Regions from separate parts of the Mus musculus genome. Here all the other regions are linked to region 1. The links are chromatin contacts, called in public Hi-C and HiChIP or PLAC-seq maps. All regions are on one chromosome and are shown on one strand. Each heading gives the region's core, a stretch centred on a gene start, on an enhancer-like site or on the middle of the called end of the contact. The rest is flanking DNA. Distances are from core to core; before and after follow the strand shown.

Evidence for each region. A called contact is a pair of places that touch in the nucleus more often than the background predicts. HiChIP or PLAC-seq counts read pairs in DNA pulled down with a chosen protein or histone mark.
Region 2: a Hi-C map of bone marrow-derived macrophages shows a contact between it and region 1, with 31 read pairs. The contact joins the enhancer-like site here to the promoter of H2-Aa in region 1. A contact is called at or near these places in 5 of 39 promoter capture datasets (the HPC-7 cell line, cranial neural crest and embryonic stem cells), 3 of 484 Hi-C or Micro-C datasets (B cells, the HPC-7 cell line and bone marrow-derived macrophages), 1 of 115 datasets of contacts at active chromatin or transcription factors (CD8 T cells) and 3 of 9 other capture datasets (adipose tissue, liver and pancreatic islet).
Region 3: a contact with region 1 is called in an H3K4me3 HiChIP or PLAC-seq map of the 230-238 cell line, with 2.6 times the contacts expected there. The contact joins the promoter of Btnl2 here to the promoter of H2-Aa in region 1. A contact is called at or near these places in 14 of 39 promoter capture datasets (the C10 cell line, the HPC-7 cell line, HPC-7-derived erythroid cells and 10 more), 1 of 15 datasets of contacts at CTCF or cohesin (CD8 T cells), 17 of 484 Hi-C or Micro-C datasets (B cells, CD4 T cells, bone marrow-derived macrophages and 11 more), 10 of 115 datasets of contacts at active chromatin or transcription factors (the 230-238 cell line, CD8 T cells, the HPC-7 cell line and 7 more) and 5 of 9 other capture datasets (adipose tissue, embryonic stem cells, liver and 2 more).

Annotation. Positions count from the first base shown.
Region 1 is chr17:34,286,525-34,289,115 of GRCm38.p6, reverse strand. It overlaps H2-Aa (histocompatibility 2, class II antigen A, alpha), which reads left to right and starts at 1,293. Exons shown (of 5, transcript NM_010378.3): 1 at 1,293-1,434. The coding sequence starts at 1,350.
Region 2 is chr17:34,410,047-34,412,637 of GRCm38.p6, reverse strand. All of the region lies in intron 1 of BC051142 (cDNA sequence BC051142), which reads right to left. Among named protein-coding and RNA genes, the nearest start is that of BC051142, 13 kb to the right of the region's middle. Within about 2 kb of position 1,302, at least 1 of the 459 cell types and tissues checked has an H3K27ac peak or open chromatin away from gene starts, as enhancers often do. A contact at or near this core is called in bone marrow-derived macrophages, where this site is marked.
Region 3 is chr17:34,353,509-34,356,099 of GRCm38.p6, reverse strand. Btnl2 (butyrophilin-like 2) reads right to left here and starts at 1,278. Exons shown (of 9, transcript NM_079835.2): 1 at 1,030-1,278.

The DNA of each region.
Region 1 (2,591 bases), core at 44-2,543:
CATCCACAAAATACCTCCACAGATACCTGGGTATTTGGCTGAATAGCAGGGCACTATAACCTAAACACTCAAAACTGGTCACTACTACTATCTAAAGGGAATTTTCCCTTATTCCACTAACAAATGGGTGCACGTAGAGAAACTCCGTGATTACCTTAATATGTTTGCCTAGAAGGAGGCAAAAGCTGCACCCAGCATCTACTTCATTGTGTCCAGGCAGATGCTGGGGTGTCCTGTCCCACCCCTCTGTGGTCCCCTTTGAAGTGCAAGGGCTTGCACACTCATCTCAGGAGGACAGAAGAGCTGGTCTCAAATGTCCAGGAGCTTGTGTTCTCCACAGAATGCAGAAAACTCAGTCTTCTATAAGCAAGAGAACCCACAATGGTTGCTGAGACTTAAGCCTCAGACTCCCACACTTTTCTGAAATGTCACATAAGGGGGCAGCAAATTTGGAAAATCCAGTAGTTTGTGAAAGAAAGATACTTTTCTAAGTTAGAAAAAAATCCTTTCTACCTGACACTAAATATAAAAATTAAAAAATATTTTAAGAATAACTGAGCTACCCATAACTTTCTTGTGTGTGTTCAGTGTCCCTAAATTTCCTTTAGAATACAAAGATTGCTCAAAAGGAGAGGTGAAATCTGGATAAAGCACTGTGCACTCCTCTAGGTGCCAGATAGGTCCTCACAGCTCTGTGTTCCATCTGGTAACACCAGGGCTACTGCCCAGAGCAAAGAACCTCACCAACCGGGTTTACACAAGCAGAAAGAGCAAAGCCATTGACTGACCACAGTCTGTGGGGACACCTTGGGTAGGTGGATCATCTCACAATTTGGAGTACTCTGCACACACTATGGGAAGAAATAAAGAAAAACCAGCTAACTCATGATGCATGCAAGCAAGAGAAAGTAACTGGGTGTCGAAGTTGGAGGGGCACCAGGAAAGAAATAAATTCGGGGGGGGGAGGCTTTCTGAACAGTGCAGCCCAGACAGTTATGAAGAACAATATTATTGTGGGTGAGTTCGCCTGTCCATGTTCAGAAATCCCCTCCTCTCTTGCCATCTGTGCACATAAGCACAAGAGAAAGAGTCTGACTTAGAACCCACTTCTTCCCAGGCACTCTCTCGGGTCTACTCTGAGTAGAGCCTGCAGCAGGTTCAGGGAGTTCCCCTAGCCTCTTCCAGGCCTCCTAATACAAAGTCTGCAGCTGGCAACTTTGACGTCATCACAAGAGAATTTTCTGATTGGTTCTGGCGAGTTTGGTTTGGGTGTGTGATCTCCTTGGCTGGATCCTCACAATCTCTTGAAGACTCAGGAGAGCAGCTTCAGAGACCTCCCAGAGACCAGGATGCCGCGCAGCAGAGCTCTGATTCTGGGGGTCCTCGCCCTGACCACCATGCTCAGCCTCTGTGGAGGTGAAGACGACATTGAGGGTGAGTTGTGCAGCTGAGGGATGCCTGGAGCCGGGCAATGGGAAACCCACAGAAGAGGGAGATACAAATTCTCAATATGAAGAGGTCTAACAACTGTGTGATCCATTCTTCAGGAGGCTCTGGTTGGTCAGCTCACAATCCACCAAACCATGATTCTACTAGTGGGCCCAGTGAGGGAAGGAAGAAATTGGGAATTGGGAGTGTTTCCCACGAATAAATGATTTTCATTACTGAAAATCTAATTTCCATAATTACTATGACTCTAAAATTTCTGTGAGTTTCTGAAGCCTTTGTACCTGTAGTGTACTCTGAGGAAAACCTTTCCGTGAATCATGTTCACAAATATACAGCAAATGCTTCCCTTGTGTGGTGGTTTCCACACACCTTTTTCAAGCTAGGAGCTGGCCCTGGTGGGAAGTGAGAGAAGGAGGTCACTATTTTACCCGACGATCTTAGTGGTTTTGGATTTCCTCACGTGTCAACTCACAAGTGACAAGTCAAATAAATATGTAGATGTGCTTTAAAAATAGTGAAGGCAACGCTGGGTGGGCCTGGCAGTGCTTGGCAGTAACTACGGTGCTAAGGTGCCCAAGCAGGAGGATTGTGAGTTCAAGGATAGCCTGATCCCCTAGTGAGATCATGTCTCAAGAATGTATCCATTCATTAGTAAATGCTTTAAATGCCATCTTCCTCTTTCTTTCCATTATAGATACCATTGAACATTTTTGTAACAAAGTAAGGAATGTGAGCTGCCTGTTCTATAGGCCATTTATACCCCATGAAGTTCTGTAACAACCCAGGCAAGCACAAGCTACAGGAGCCTGTGGCCTTCCTCCTGAGCTGCCCACCTCCCTCCACACTCTGCCGACATTCCATGTCCTCTGTCATATCTCTCCTTAACTCCACGCTGTTTTACAGGCGTGAATAGGAGCTTGTGTAAAATAGCAGTTGAAAAGTCAAATGTCTGAAACAGGAAGTGAAAGGGGTTGAGCGTCCTTGCAAAGAGTGGCTGCTCTCTTTCCAGCTTTGGCAGGAGATGGAAGTCTCACCTATCCCTCATGGAGGGTGGGTGGGGGTGGTGGCTTCTTTGTCCCCAATTTCTTCAGTGTCACACTAGGGCACCTTAATCTGGTGTGAGCGGGCACAGTGGGCACAGT
Region 2 (2,591 bases), core at 53-2,552, 120 kb before region 1:
TGTGGAAGACCCTATATTCAATCCCTGCTGCCTGAAAACAAGAAAACACACACCACAAAAATCCCCAGAGGGTCCAAGATTCCACCAAAAAGCATCCAGGTTCTAGGCATCATCTTGGAACCAAGCCTTCAAGGCCCAGAGAGCCCCATGACCACTGAGCCTTCAGAGACCAGTTGCTCCCTGGTCAAACAGCAGCACATGGGACTACTAGAGCCACATACAACATGAAGATATGCTGTGCTTTGCTGTACATGTACCCTCACGTCATGCCACACCTGCCAGTGCTACCTGACACACCTCAGCTCAAGCCAGAAGCTATCCTTTGCTGTGCCTGTAGTGCTTTCGATGTATTGACAGTTTTCCTCTTCTATGGAACAAGGTGCTGTGACTGGCAGATTTAAGTTAAAGACTTAGTATTTCCCAGAGCAGCTCTCCTGCCAGGTGGGGCCAAATCAGAGCATCTTTGGATTGTGTTGTATTGGACAAATACATATCTCATTAGCCTGCAAAATGGCTTTCACTTTCAGTTATTTATTTAAAGCATATTTTATTTTAAATTATGTATATGAGTGTGTGCCAGTGGCGAAGTCTGCATGTTGGTATGTGTGCATGAGTGCAGGTACCCATGCAAGTCAGAAGTAATCTTCCTGGAGTTGGAGTTATAGGTGTTGTGAGCTATTGCTAGCCAACCTCAGGTCCTCTGCAAGATCAGCAAGTGCTCTTAGCCATCTCTCCACCCTGCATCCTTCTTAATATATGGCAATAAAAAAAATATATACACACACACACACACACACACACATATATATATATATATATATATTTCAAATAATTGTTTTACAAGAAAGTTCTTTATCATCTGTGAGCATTTGATTTGCATGCCAATCACGTGTCCCTATCTTCCTGGGTCAGGCAACACTAAAATTCCACGGGACAGTATTGTTATTGTTATAGGCTGACATATTTAAGAGGTCCCACACATTCAACATACTGCTCTTTACCCTATATGTGCCACCTGAGCCCCTTCCTTCTGGGTGAACACCTCCTTCTCAGTTTTCTGCATTGAAACCTGATGGTGACAAATGATGTCTTCCTCTCTCTGAAGAGAAGGGGAGTTCTGCTCTGGCTTCTTTGAGAAGGCAGCAGTTAGCCCAACATTAGCCCTTCAAGGATAATCTGCCCCCATCTCCCACTCCCTCTGGAAGCCTGTGGCTTTATCAGTGCTCGGAGTTGGCCTCTGCCACACAGCTTCGCTCTAAAATGAAAATTGATGTGTTATCCACAGGTATCCACCAGGGGGCACTCACCTCCCATCAGACAGTGAGCGTGTGTAGGTGGGGCACGCATGCTGCCAGCTTCATGTAGGCACATAGCTGCTAACGGGCACAAAACTGCCTTTGGGTTTAATGACTATTTCTTTCTATGGTTGTCAGAACATGACTTAGTTACTTCTGGTGTCTGAGATCTCTATCTGAGATTAGCTCCTCAATATTGGTGCTGTACGGGCTTACAAGGATATGATATTTGGAATGTCAGTACAACTCGAGGAGCGCACCTCCATCCGTACACACTCCGTGGATTGCTGGTTACACATTTAAGTTGATTTTACTTCTATAAAACATTGTTACTGTAAGGAAATGCTACTTATTTTGTGCTATTAGTTAGGAACATATTCATCAGCTGGGATAGGTTATCAGTGAATTGAATACCAAAAGGCTCTACTGCTTAGTTTTAATAAAATAAGAAACATTCCAGTCACAGGATTTACAGAATGGATTGTAAATATGTCTACTGGTCAGGTTGATTTCTATTATGTGCATGTGGTGTGTGTGTGTGTGAGTGTGTGTGTGTGCATGTGGTGTGTGTGTGTGTGTGTGAGAGAGAGAGAGAGAGAATGCAAAAGTGTGTGACAGTGTGCACATGTATATGTGTGTGCGTGTCACAGCCAGATGTCAATTAGGATGTCATTCCTCAGAAGCCATGTACCTTATTTGAGACAGGCTCTCTCACTGTGACATAGGGCTTGCTGGTTAGGCTGGTGTGCCTGGCCAGCAGGCCTCAGGGATCCACCTGCCTCAGCCTCTCCAGTGCTGGGATTATATTTGGGTGTCATGAGTCTAGCTTTTTATAGTGGTTCTGAAGATCAAGCTGAGGGCATCATGCTTGTGTTGTAAGCCCTTTCTCAACGGAGCCATCTCCCCAGCCTCAGATTGATCAGTTCTTATTCTGTCCACACCACATGCAACTGCATAATAGTAAGTTAGTGGAATATTGAAATGAATTTGAAGGAAAAAAATTTCCTACGGGGACCTTGTAGATCACAAGTCTGTGATTTTAGCTACTTCAGAGGGTAAGATGGGAGTATCACAAGTTCAAAGTTATCTGCCAAACAGTGAGTCCTGTAAAAGTAAAAAGAGATCTGGGCCTGTAGCTCAGTGGAAGTCACTTGCTCAGCATGCATGTGGTCTTAGGTTCAACCCCTAGTACTTTAATCTGCCCAGAGTTAGCTTGATCTTTAAAGGGGCCAGCTCTTTTGCCATGGTGCAGTTGACAGGAGATCTAGATGGGGAAAGAACTTAAACTCTTCCCCA
Region 3 (2,591 bases), core at 29-2,528, 67 kb before region 1:
AAGGGATCCTAACTGAGGAACTGCCTCCATCAGATTGGCCTATGAGCAAATCTGTGGGGGAATTTTTCTTAATTAACGATTGATGGGAAAGGACCCAGCCCACTGCGGGCAGTGCCACCCCTGGGCAGGTGGGCTTGCATGATGTAAAAAAACAAGCTGAGCAAGTCACAGAGGGCAAGCAGTGTTGCTCCATGGTCTCTGCCTCAGTGTCTGCCTCCAGGTTACTGCTTGGGTTCCTGCCTTGATTTCCCTTCATAGTGGTCTGCCAGCTGTAAGATGAAATTAACCCTTTCTTTCCTAGGTTGCTTTTGGTCTTGATATTTATCACAGCAATAGCAAGCAAACTAGGACTTCTGATGGCTATGCTATCTTAATAGACAACTAGCACCAAACCTGTCATCATCAGATCATGGCCTGGCCCCGTTCTTTTCAGTTGTTGATCACAGCTGACTCACTCACTCACATTTGAACTCTCACGATGGAGTTACACTGTACGTTATCCCTTAGGCTCCCCCTCAGGTCTCACTTAGTCCAGTTGGCTTCTAACTTGCAACACAGCCAAGGATGACCTTGAAGTCCTTCCTCTACCTCTCGTGAATCCTGAGATTGAAATTCCATACACCAGGAGGCAGATACTGAAGAGGATGAGGCAAGACAATGTCTGGTTTGAGGCCAACCTGAGCTGAAGGAAGTTTTTTGATTGGAAAGAAAAATCAGTCCTGAGCTAAAGAGACAATGATGTTAAAAAGAGGAAAAACTCAGCTTGTTGTGGTAGCTCACTATAATCTCAGCACCCAGAAGGCTGAGGCAGGAGGATTGCCATTTGTTGGAAGCCGGCATTGGCTATAGAGTGGGAGTCTGTCTCAAAACACTACTCTCTAAAAAATGTGCAGTGGAGATCAACAGGAAGTAAGAGCCATTTCCTGACAGGATGCTGACTCTACCTACTTCCTCATCTTAGTTGACTCCTCCCCACCCCACCCCCACTCCCATGTCCATCCTTCATGAGAGACTCTCCAAGCCACTCACCTGTTGCTCTTTCCTTTAGGGTGAAATGGAGGCTGTTGGTCTCACCCAGTCACAAGTGTGTCCTTCATTCACATAGCAGGTGTCTAAGGACAGGAGAGCATAGTGACTGGTGATGGAGCAGGCAAGGAAAGTGGAAGCGTCACCAGTTTGCGTGAAGGAAGATTTGAATGGTGTCAATCTGTAGGCAGAGTTGAGTCCCCGAGGGTCAGTCTAAAATGAGGCTCCAGTCAGAGCAGCACATTTACCTTCTGCTCAAAAGTGAAACTCAGAAGGAAGGCAGGTGGACTTTGGGCTCTGTTCTGATTCATCTAGCCTTCTAGACACAGTGATAATGTTGACCCTTATCTCTTCAGAACACCAGCACGCAGGCTGGACCCTGCTCCATGCCCTGTCCAGCAGGTAGGTGACCTGACATCTGGCAGTGGCCTAAATCATGGCTACTTTGTCCTGTCCTTCAGCTTGCTGAACTTCTATGATTCCCCATCTAGGGCCAAGCTCTCTCACAACACGGAGTCTGTGGACCCTCAGAGTGCAGAGCATGACTGTCTATCAGATACTCAACCTTCACCCTACTGAGTAGAAAACCAAGTCTAGGAGGGGATGTTCCCTGTCCAAGACCAGAACATCAGGCCAAGGTGCCTGTGTGTTTTTTCTTTGTTCTTTCTCTTTTACTGGAAAACAAAGGCTTCACCCAAGAAATGTAATAAGCTTTCTGATATAGCGTGTGGGTACAATGAGCATGGCTAGTAATGGAGGGCCTTGGACACCCCTGTTATGTGCTCTTCTTTCTTCAGTCCTTCTTGGGGATCCCCTAAATTCTCTTTCACACTATTGAGGGGTCTCCAGATCCACTTTCAAGAGCTGGGAAGAGCAGTTTTAAACTTATTTAGAAGAATGTTTGTTCTTCATTGTAAGAGCGTAACAGCACAGCATGCAAGGCAACAGTGTAACAGCACAGCATGCAAGGCAACAGTGTAACAGCACAGCATGCAAGGCAACAATGTAACAGCACAGCATGCAAGGTAACGGTGTAACAGCACAGCATGCAAGGTAACAGTGTAACAGCACAGCATGCAAGGCAACAGTGTAACAGCACAGCATGCAAGGTAACAGTGTAACAGCACAGCATGCAAGGTAACGGTGTAACAGCACAGCATGCAAGGTAACGGTGTAACAGCACAGCATGCAAGGCAACAGTGTAACAGCACAGCATGCAAGGCAACAGTGTAACAGCACAGCATGCAAGGCAACAATGTAACAGCACAGCATGCAAGGTAACGGTGTAACAGCACAGCATGCAAGGTAACAGTGTAACAGCACAGCATGCAAGGTAACAGTGTAACAGCACAGCATGCAAGGCAACAGTGTAACAGCACAGCATGCAAGGCAACAGTGTAACAGCACAGCATGCAAGGTAACAGTGTAACAGCACAGCATGCAAGGTAACAGTGTAACAGCACAGCATGCAAGGCAACAGTGTAACAGCACAGCATGCAAGGCAACAGTGTAACAGCACAGCATGCAAGGTAACTGTAACAAACAGCAAAGCATGCAAGGTAACA